2 separate regions of the Cricetulus griseus genome follow, and region 2 is linked to region 1. Evidence: chromatin contacts called from public Hi-C data. All regions are on one chromosome and are shown on one strand. Each heading gives the region's core, a stretch centred on a gene start, on an enhancer-like site or on the middle of the called end of the contact. The rest is flanking DNA. Distances are from core to core; before and after follow the strand shown.

Region 1 (4,919 bases), core at 695-3,194:
CATGTTTTCAGTTTTGCTTTCAATGGCAGTTCACAGGGATTACTCCGATTTATTTCTAGCCTTCTTGTACCTTCTGAGCTCACTCTCTTTATTTGAGACAGGGTCTCACATAGCTAAGGCTCTCTGTGTAGCCAATGCTGGCCTTGAACTGATGATCCTGCCCCAGCCTCTCAAATGCTGGGATTACAGGCTTACACAAGAGTGCCCAGCTAAGCTCTCCCACTTTCGTTTTTTAAAATCCACTGTACAGTGGCAGACTTATCACTTCTTGAGTCTCATTCTCTTGAGCATCTTCTAAATATTCTTCCTCTCTGTCTTTATTTTACCTTCCCTTGTAGGGGACACGGTAACCACGGCTGCTAGGGGCTGGCTACAGGTATGCCTGACCATGCCTGCAAGGATGTGGTCAGGGTGACTAGGGAAGGTTTAAGAGTGAGGGGCACACACATGGAAGCCTTTTCTTCCTTTTCATCTTTGGCTTGCTGTACTTACTCCTGCCCTGCCAGCTGGCTAGGTCACTCTGTAAGTAAGGCATCTCCTAATAAATACCCTTATATTCTTCCTGACTCTGTATTGGTAATTCTCCCATTATTCCCTATCTTTCCTGTACAATCTGTATCTAGTAAGCAGTATGCAGTTTCAAAAGATGTAATTTCTATCATCCTAATCATTTTGTCTGAGTCAGTTGGTCATTTCTACTCTGTAATGAGTCTTTCTCTGTCCTGCCAGCCAGCTCCCAAATAATGACATGGAGACTTATTATTAATTATGAGAGTTCAGCTTATGGCTTAGGCTTGTCCCACTAGATATTATAACTTAACCCATTTCAATTCATCGCATAACTTGTGGCTATTACCTCTCCTCCTGCATGTCTGTTCCCTCTGTCAGGCTTGCGGTGCTGCCTTCTTTCCAGAGTTCTCTCTCTGCTCTGAAGTCCTGCCTATATCTCTTCCTGCCAACCTATTGGCCATTCATCTCTTTATTAAACCAACCACAGTGACACATCTTCACACATGTATGAAGGAATATTCCACTATACCACTCTCCTACTTCTCTCTGTGTATCAGACTTCAACTCCCTGCCACTTCTGCCTGTGGTAATTTTACCCATTCCCAGCTTGCCCTTTTTGTTTTCTGTGGGCTTTTTTTTTTTTTTTTTAAACCTCAGGGTCTATGCTGGGGACCCTGCCACTCTGGCCCTTCATCCCAGAATTGCTACTTCTGGTCTCCTGCCATCAGGCACTAACAGAAATCTTGCACTTGAACCTCTTCATTTGAAGTCCCTTAGCTTCCATTGTTCAAGGAGCCTACCCTTGGCTTACCCTTTGTCCTTCAGTTTCATGTATCTTGTTCCTTACTGCCATGTCCACATGGTGCTCATTAGCATCCCCAGTTCAACGCCTTTTGTTATTGTTACTTTATTGAGATATGAGTCCCCTAATATTCTTCCTTGGTGGTAAGGCCTCAGTGATGGATTTTCTTCAAATCCTGCTTTCCCCTTCACTGGTCCAGCTACCAGGAGGAACAGCTTCTCTTCTGAGGAAGAATCACCCATGAGGCAGCATAACTTCGGTTATGGTTTTATGGTGAAGTTATGGTTAATTGCAGCATAAATGCTAAGAGAAGGCAACAAGTGTGTAAAATGCCCTGTAGTGAATAAGCTGGTGAGAGTGGGAAATGGTTTCATTATAAAGGAAGACCTAGGGGCTGTTCGTCAAAAACTGACATTGGCTAAAACTGCAAGACATAAGCTGGCCTTTCTGGAGGTGAAAGCATTGGTGTTTGGGGCTAAAAGCTCTTGGCAATGAAGCCATTGAAGGTCAAGAACCTAGCAAGGAACATCTGGCCTGGTACACCTTGAGGACACAGCACATACAGATGAGAAAGCAGACCTGGCATATAACATGTGCCTGCTATGCCTTCATGTCCTCCTGGAGGGTGTGGCCTGTTTAAGGACTGAATGATTGTGTGGTCTCATGGTATCTGTGGCTGTGGTTCTCTGACTCAACAAGAAGCCTGCAATGGCATTTTTTTCATATCACTTTCCCTTCTATTTATAAATAGATGCACAGAATTTTCTGATTCTAAACCAGCCTGGCCCAGCCCTGTGTCCCTTCTGTGTTCCTACTAGCTCCTTATTTTCACTAAGAACACTTGGTAGAAGTGCCCACCTCTGCTGTGTGCATTCTAACCTTGCCCTTTGTGCATGATCCAGGACCCCAGCCTTGTAGTGGGTCCTCAGTTTTCCTCTCTGGCCTCCTCATGTAAGACCTCCCTGGGTTTCCACTCTGTTCTAAGGTTCCTGCACCATAGGCTTCTTTTCCTCTCCTCACCCCTAAAATTCTGATATTCTCATTCTCTTTTCATCTCTTCCATTGGATCACTAGCCTCCTTTGGGCAAGTTCTCCTCTTAAGCTTTGAATTTCTGCTTCTTGAACAATTTGTCATGTCTTGAGCTGAAAGCCTGGCAGGCGTATGTCATCAGGTCCTCCATTATACATCCCCCACAGTGTTGTCTCATTCTCCCTTAGTCCAGCCCTTATCACTTACAGCCTCCTCTTCTTGCCTCTGGTCATCCATGCCAGTGGCCATTTGTACTTGCAAGGACTCTTTCCCTCTTAAAAGCAAACTGACTCTATGGGCATGGTAGAACACATTTGTCATCCCAGCACTTGGGAGACAGGCAGGAGGAGGTAGAGTTCAAGGCCAACTTGGACTGCTTAGCAAGAAGCTCTCATGGCTTCAACAATATCAACACTCAAGCAAACCAAAGAACCCTAAACCAAAACAGAATCTACATGGGAGAACTTTAGTCTGTCCACTGCTGCCTCAGCTGCCCTGCCCACCATCACTGCCCAAGAAGGACCCTTGTGCTGCCTCATGTAGTCAAATATGTCTTGGGAATCAGTATTGTCTTGATACGGGGCAAAAGGAGTAGCTATGGAGCATAGTACCCAGACAATACCAAAAATATGTGCTGGCACAGAGGCATTGAGACAGTGAGGGTAGGTGGGGCCTCAAATTTGTTCTGTAGCTGAGGATGACCTTTAACTCTTAATCTTCCATCATAGGCCTGTGCCGTCATAGTTTATGTGGTGCTGGAGGTCAAACCCAGGGCTTTATGAAAAGCCTTCTACCACCTGAGCAGCCCCAGCTCTCCTTGGTATTTTTATTGAATGCTCCCTTAAACATTACACAAGAATATGACAGATGAAGTAGTAGAACACATGACATCAGAAGGAAATAATCAGTTAAAATCAGAACTTGGACTATTCTGTGAAACTTCACTGTGCCATGAAAGGAAGAAAAAAAGTGGTAGATAGAATTGTTTCAGACTGAGATATGTATAACCAGCAAGTTTCAATCAGTCTAGACTAGATCCCAGAAGAAAAGCAATCAACCCCCCCCTTCCTCTCCAACCATCACTAAACCAAAAGTCGTAAGAGAGACCTCAAGAGCCATTTCTGTTGAGGACAGGCAAGAGCTGAGTAGTAAAGGGCGGGGGGACATGGCTCTGAGAGGGTTCTGCAGGGAGCTTAAAGCAATCATTACCAGATAATGTCTCACATAGATATGTGCAAGTCTGGCTGCAAAGTGGGATAGTGCTGCTCAAAGACAGGTGGTAATGACTGCAGGTAGCCAGGCTGCTCCATCTTACCCCTTGGGCAGAAGGAAGTGCAGGGTGTAGGGCATTGGGCTCTTGCCTAGCTTAGAGGCTGGGTTTGGTGTGTGTCTCTGGACACTGAATTGTTCTCCAAAGTCAGACGCTGATAGTGGAATCATTGACAAAAGGTCTCAGAGTGTGCCACACTAACCAGTGCTGTTTGTAGTCTTTGCTCCTGGATCACATACCTGGTGTCTTAGTTACTTTTCTATTGCGGTGAAAAGACACCATGATCACAGCAACTCTTAGAAAGGAAAATATTTCATTGGGGCTGGCTTAGTTTCAGAGGTTTAGTCCATTATCATGGCAGGACATGGCGACATGCAGGCAGGCATGATACCAGAAAAGGAGCTGAGAGTTCTACACTTTGATCTACAGGCAGCAGAAAGAAAAATTGTCACACTGGCCAGACTTGAGCTTTTAAGACTTCAAAGCCCACCTCCACAGTGACACACTTCCTCCAACAAGGCCTATTCCAACAAGGTCACACCGAATAGTGCCACTCTCTGTGGGCCAAGAATTCACACATGAGTCTGTGGGGACCACACCTATTCAAACCACCACAATCAAGGCAACTTATAAATCATTTAAGTGAGGACTTGCTTACAGTTTTAGAGGGTTAGAGTCCATGGTCATCATGGCAGGAAGCATGGTGACAGGTAGGTGGGCATGGCACTGGAGCAATAGCTGAGAGCTTGTACCCTGATTGGCAGGCAGGAGGCAGAGCAAGACTGGGCCTGGCATAGGTCTAGTAACATACCTCCTCCAATAAGACCATGCCTTCTTTTCATTGTATCAGGTAGCATTAAGATAAATTTTATTACTCTGTATTTCATTGGTCTTTGTTAATAAACCAAATCCCCCTTTTCAAAAAAAAAAAAAAAAAAAAAAAAAAAAAAAAAAAAAAAAAAAAGACCATGCCTTCTAATTCTTCCTAAGCAGTCCACAAAGTAGGGACCAAGTATTCAGATGTGAGCCTATGGAGTCCATTCTCATTCAAACTGCCATCCCTGAGTTCTGCCCCTAGCTCTAGGCAGTAGGGGTGTTTTAGAGTGACTGAGGAAAGCCTTTTGGGCTCCTGATGTAGAATCACAGTACCCACTGCACCTGAGAGCCTGACTGCCAATGGCAGATGTTTCCTCTTTATGTGCCATCTCTTTCTAACAGCTTGGGTTCTCAGAGCTTTGAAATCACTTTTGCTCTATTTTATTTTTGGAACAGCTGAAAATCAACTGGTAGAAATGGGTTTTGTGCCA
Region 2 (4,722 bases), core at 1,231-3,730, 180 kb after region 1:
TCCTGGAACTCCCTTTGTAGATCAGGCTGGCCTTGAACTTAGAGATCTGCTTGCCTCTGCCTCCCAAGTGCTGGCATTAAAGGCATTAAAACTGAGAGATTAACATTTTAATATTGACTTTGTTTTACTTTTGAAGTTTTCTCATTAGGGATTTCAATTCAACCTACTTTTGCTCCTCTCTCTTGGCTTCCAACAACTTCCATCTGAACCTTTGTACTTCTTTATCTTATTTCCAATCCCCTCCCTTTCTTCTCTCCCTCTTCCTTCCTTTTGTCTTCTCCATTTTTTCTTTTTTACTTTTTTTTTGCATGGGAATGTCTGTGTGGTGTACATATGTGTATATGCATGTGTGTATATGCATGTGTGTGTATGTATGTAGTATACATGTGTGAAGGCCAGAGCTTACATGTTCCTGCTTGGTGGGTACATGTGTATACATGTAAACATGTGTGTGTGGAGGCTGTTCGTTGATCTATGGTGTGGTCCTTGATAGCTCTCCACCTTATATACTGAGACAAGTTCTCCCACTTACGCCCTCAACTTGCTGATTCTCTGCTTAGCTAGCTAGCCAGCTTGCCCTAGAGACTTTCTCCCTCTACCTCCATGCCCTGTGTTACAGGCAGGCCACCAAGCCTACCCAGCTTTTAGGTGGGCTCCTGGGATCCAAACTGCTGGTTCTCACGATTGCATGACAAGTGCTTTAACTGCTGAGCCATCTCTCCACCCCTTCCCCTTTCACTTTGTAGCCCAGGCTAGTCTTAATAGCAATCCTCCTGGCTCAGCCTCCTGAGTGCTGAGAGTACATACAGGTAAACACATCCACCACTGGTCAGTGTGTGTGTGGGGTATCATTTGAAACATTAAGATTCCTTTTCAACAATCAGAAATATGATTAATTTTCTGTTTTCTTTTTGCAGTGACATTTTTTTTTCTGTCTTTCAGCTTTTCAGTTAGGAAGCATTTGGGGCCAGGCTTCCAGGTGAGAGCTTTCTCTTCTGTCTTCCACTGAGGTGCAATCATAAGCAGATGATGCCCGTGCTGGGGGGCGGGGGGCTGCTCTTCTTTCCTTTTATTCCTCAGGGTTTGTCATGTTTCCTCCTCAATTCCTTCATTCCCTTCGCCACAGTTGTTCCCACTTATCTGACTTTTCCCAAGACTCTGGGCTTTTTCAAGCCTGTTATCTATTGTTCAGTGTTTGCAGAACTCTTCCCTGGTCATTACAGTGTTCAGAGTCTCATTCTTGGAATTGGACTTCTCTTTATGGTGATGACAAGCCTGTCTTCCTTAAGGTCTTGGCAGTAGTGAAGGACATCTGCTGGAACGGGGTGTCTGCTGGAATGGGGTATCTATTGGAATAGGGTGTCTGCTGGAACAGGGTGTCTGCTGAAACGGGGTGACTGCTGGAACAGGGTGTCTGCTTGAGCGGGGTATCTGTTGGAATAGGGTGTCTGTTGGAATAGGGTGTCTAGGGTGTCTGCTGGAATGGGGTATCTGCTGGAATGGGGTATCTATTGGAATTGAGTGGCTCTTCCTCCTCATTTCCAAGAAGTTTGGAGTTCAGGAAAGGCTCAAAATCCTAGTAGCAAAGGCTTGCTTGTGCCTTTGGTTTGTTCAGGCTTGGGTAGACTACCTCTCAGGCAGTCAGTCCCTGCCTCCTGAAGTCTGTGCAGATCTCAGAAATAGTTGCAGTCTCTCAAGTACTGGAAAATCTTTTTCAGACACAGGGACTTACAGAGTCACAAGGGCATGGCCAAGGTTACAGTCACCAGAGAGCTGCTGTCAGAGAACTGGCTGTCTGGTCTATTAAGTGGATTACTTTGCTCAACTTATTCCTTCAAGAAAGCAACCAACAAAAAATAAAAGATTTAAAAACATAAATTGCCATCATTCTCCCCTCATTTTCATGTTTATTTAAAACTACTGCTATTTTGTTCTTAAGAGCAGGTGGGCTCTTCACAAGCAAGTTTCTTGAAATCTACCTTCCCTGTCTTAGTCTTGTTCGAACTTCAGGGTGGTGCAGGCCTGTCATCCCAAGACTCAGGAGTCTGATGCAGGAGGAGTGTTGTGAGCTTGAGGCCAGCTTGGGCTAGATAGTGAGTTCGAGGCCAGTCTGGGTTATAGAAAGAAACCTTGTACTTTAAAAAAAAAAGGAAAAATAAAAAATAAAAACCCAATAACCCAAATAGTAAATGAGACGGACGCCGGGCCGGGGCGACCTCTGCAGACTGGACTAGGACCACTCCAGGTCTTCGGGAACCCGCGTGCAAGCCTTCTGGACCGCCACCTGCCACTCCCCGGGACGCGCGGTGGGCGGGGCTCCGCTGCCATGGAGACGAGGCCCTGCCCACAGCCCCGCCCCTCAGCGTCGATTGGTCGCCCTTTGCTCCCTGACCTCGCCGCCGGGCCGCCGCTTCCTGCCGGGCGCCGAGCGCCGCCCGCCGCCCGCTGCCGCGTCTTCCCGCGCCGCCGCCCCGCGCTCCGCCCGCCGCGCGCTCCGCCCGCGCGCCGCCAGCTGCCCGGCGGCCGCCCAGTGCGAGGATGCGGCGGCGCTCGCGGATGCTGCTGTGCTTCGCGCTGCTTTGGGTGCTGGGCATCGCCTACTACATGTACTCGGGGGGCGGCTCCGCTCTGGCCGCGGGCGCGGGCGGCGCCGGCAGGAAGGTGAGTGCCGCGAGGCCTGTGCGCCGACCCGGGCCTGGGAGGCTCCGTGCACGGAGAGTGGTTCCAGGCTCTGGGCAGGAGCCGCGGGGACCCTGGCCCTCACGCGCGAGTCAAGTTTCCTAAGGGCCCTCAGGCCAGGAGTGCGAGCCCTGGCCCTGCTCCGCTTACCAGGGACTCTGGGTACAGCGACTTGCCTCCTGCACGGGGGGCGCGAGCACCCGAGCCACTTAACGCCCTGCGCAAGGATCTTGGGGACTGTTGTCTCTATGGATCCACTGCGCTCTACTCCCTGTGCCGGGATCGTAGGGACCACACTGCCTGCCCCCTGCTTCGCTCTCCGTCCAGCACGCTCCAGGACCCTCATTCCCAGTTCCGGGATCTTGGTGATCGTTGTCACCCGAGACCCTGTGCTCCCTGAGCCACACTCCACCCGCACTCGAATCCCGACCCTGGACGTCCTGCTCCGGGATCATGGGGATCTCGGTCCCACCAGAACCTCTGTGCTCGAGCGATCAGAGGAGTCATCCCACCCGATGCCCCTCACCCTGCACCCAGAGGGAGTGAGGATGGACTGCGGTCCTGCCAGACCTTTTCTCCTACTTGCTACACTGCCCACCTCGGCTCTTGGCCCCTCACGGCGGCGGGAACTGCCTAGCCTCTTGCACTTGAATTTCCTAACCCCAAGTCCCTGTCCTCCGTGTGTGTTTCTGATGGATTCTGCGCTGAGGGCTGAGTGGTGAGGCTGTGGGGACCACGGGTCGCTTAGAGCTTATAGGTCCTGATTTGGCAGTCATCTCGGCTTGGTACCGGCCAGACACAGAGCGTGAGATCCTTGCCGGTGTGTTGGTTCTGTCTGCTCTGGGCATCAGGGGCTTGTGTTTTACTAGCTAATGAGCTTCAAAGCATAGTTATCTTTTCCAAAGCCCTGTAATCCTCCTTGCTTGATGTTGAATGACACACCACCACCGGAAAAGACGGGATGGAATAGACCATGGCTACGGGAGATAGGGGATAGGGTGTTGAGTAGGAAGGACTGTCACTGAGCCGACTTTACCCCTAGTCAGACCCTGAATGTCAAGGGCACTTGGCTGACTCCCTTTTCCTTCTGGCATCTTCAAGTTATTCCCAGCTGCAGGTGTAGAGGGAGGGACATGGCAGTATGTTATTCGGCTCTTGGAGGATTTTGTGATTTCGTTTTTATTTTTTGCAGTAACGAAAGTGAAACACTGTTTCTCTGTGTTTGGCTTGTGTCAGCTCTGCTTTCTGAATGGTTTGTGTGTTGCAAGCCCTTGTTAGTTTTTAAGTCTAGTACGTGTAGCTGGTGGCAGCAGCCTTTTTTTTTTTTTAAGAATGACAGTGGCTCTGAGCAGGTGTGGTTTGTACCAACTTTGCTTCCCCAGTAGATGCCTCCCCCACCTTGGGAATAGCCTGGCTGCTGACAGTGCTTTTTCCTATGCACACAAAACAAAGCAAACTGACAAAGGTTTAGATCAGCACAGGTATGTAGAAAGGCACCTGTGGCATTCGCCTTTTAGGGGTTATTGCCCTACCTCTAGGGGCTTCAGTGGGCAGACAAAGTGGTCCTCTGGATGCCTCTGAGGCATATGCTTTAGGTTTGAAGAAAGCCCAAGACCTCTTTGTGATCTGATGGAGACCATGCAGAAAAAAAGTGGGGGAAATAAACAGTTATACATGGATTGAGGACCTGGGATTCTGTTTTGTCAGTGAGCCATAAAATGTAATCCTGGCTGGAAATACCGTGGTTTAGTGGTCTGCAGGGGGAGGAAGAGGTATGTAAATGCAGTAGGTTTTGAAATTTCAGTAGTGTTCTCATTAACATAGCAGGGTGGACCCTGATAGAGGCAGAGGATGCCCCAAGCCATGGAGTGTCATCTTGACTCCCTTAGTGGTTTTAAACACTAGAAGGCTCCCCATGTTTAGTTCATCCTCATGATAAGAGAAAATGTGGCTGGGTGGTGGTGGCGGCACCTGCCTTTAATCCCAGTACTCAGGAGGCAGAGGCAGGTGGATCTCTGTGAGTTCGAGATCAGCCTGGTCTAC

Evidence for each region. A called contact is a pair of places that touch in the nucleus more often than the background predicts.
Region 2: a Hi-C map of the CHO-K1 cell line shows a contact between it and region 1, with 2.4 times the contacts expected there. The contact joins the promoter of Galnt2 here to the enhancer-like site in region 1. A contact is called at or near these places in 2 of 8 Hi-C or Micro-C datasets (the CHO-K1 cell line and fibroblasts).

Annotation. Positions count from the first base shown.
Region 1 is chr3:200,739,632-200,744,550 of CriGri-PICRH-1.0, forward strand. No RefSeq gene overlaps it. Among named protein-coding and RNA genes, the nearest start is that of Urb2, 36 kb to the left of the region's middle. Within about 2 kb of position 1,945, at least 1 of the 6 cell types and tissues checked has open chromatin away from gene starts, as enhancers often do. A contact at or near this core is called in the CHO-K1 cell line, where this site is marked.
Region 2 is chr3:200,923,649-200,928,370 of CriGri-PICRH-1.0, forward strand. It overlaps Galnt2 (polypeptide N-acetylgalactosaminyltransferase 2), which reads left to right and starts at 2,481. Exons shown (of 16, transcript XM_027404850.2): 1 at 2,481-2,661. The coding sequence starts at 2,539.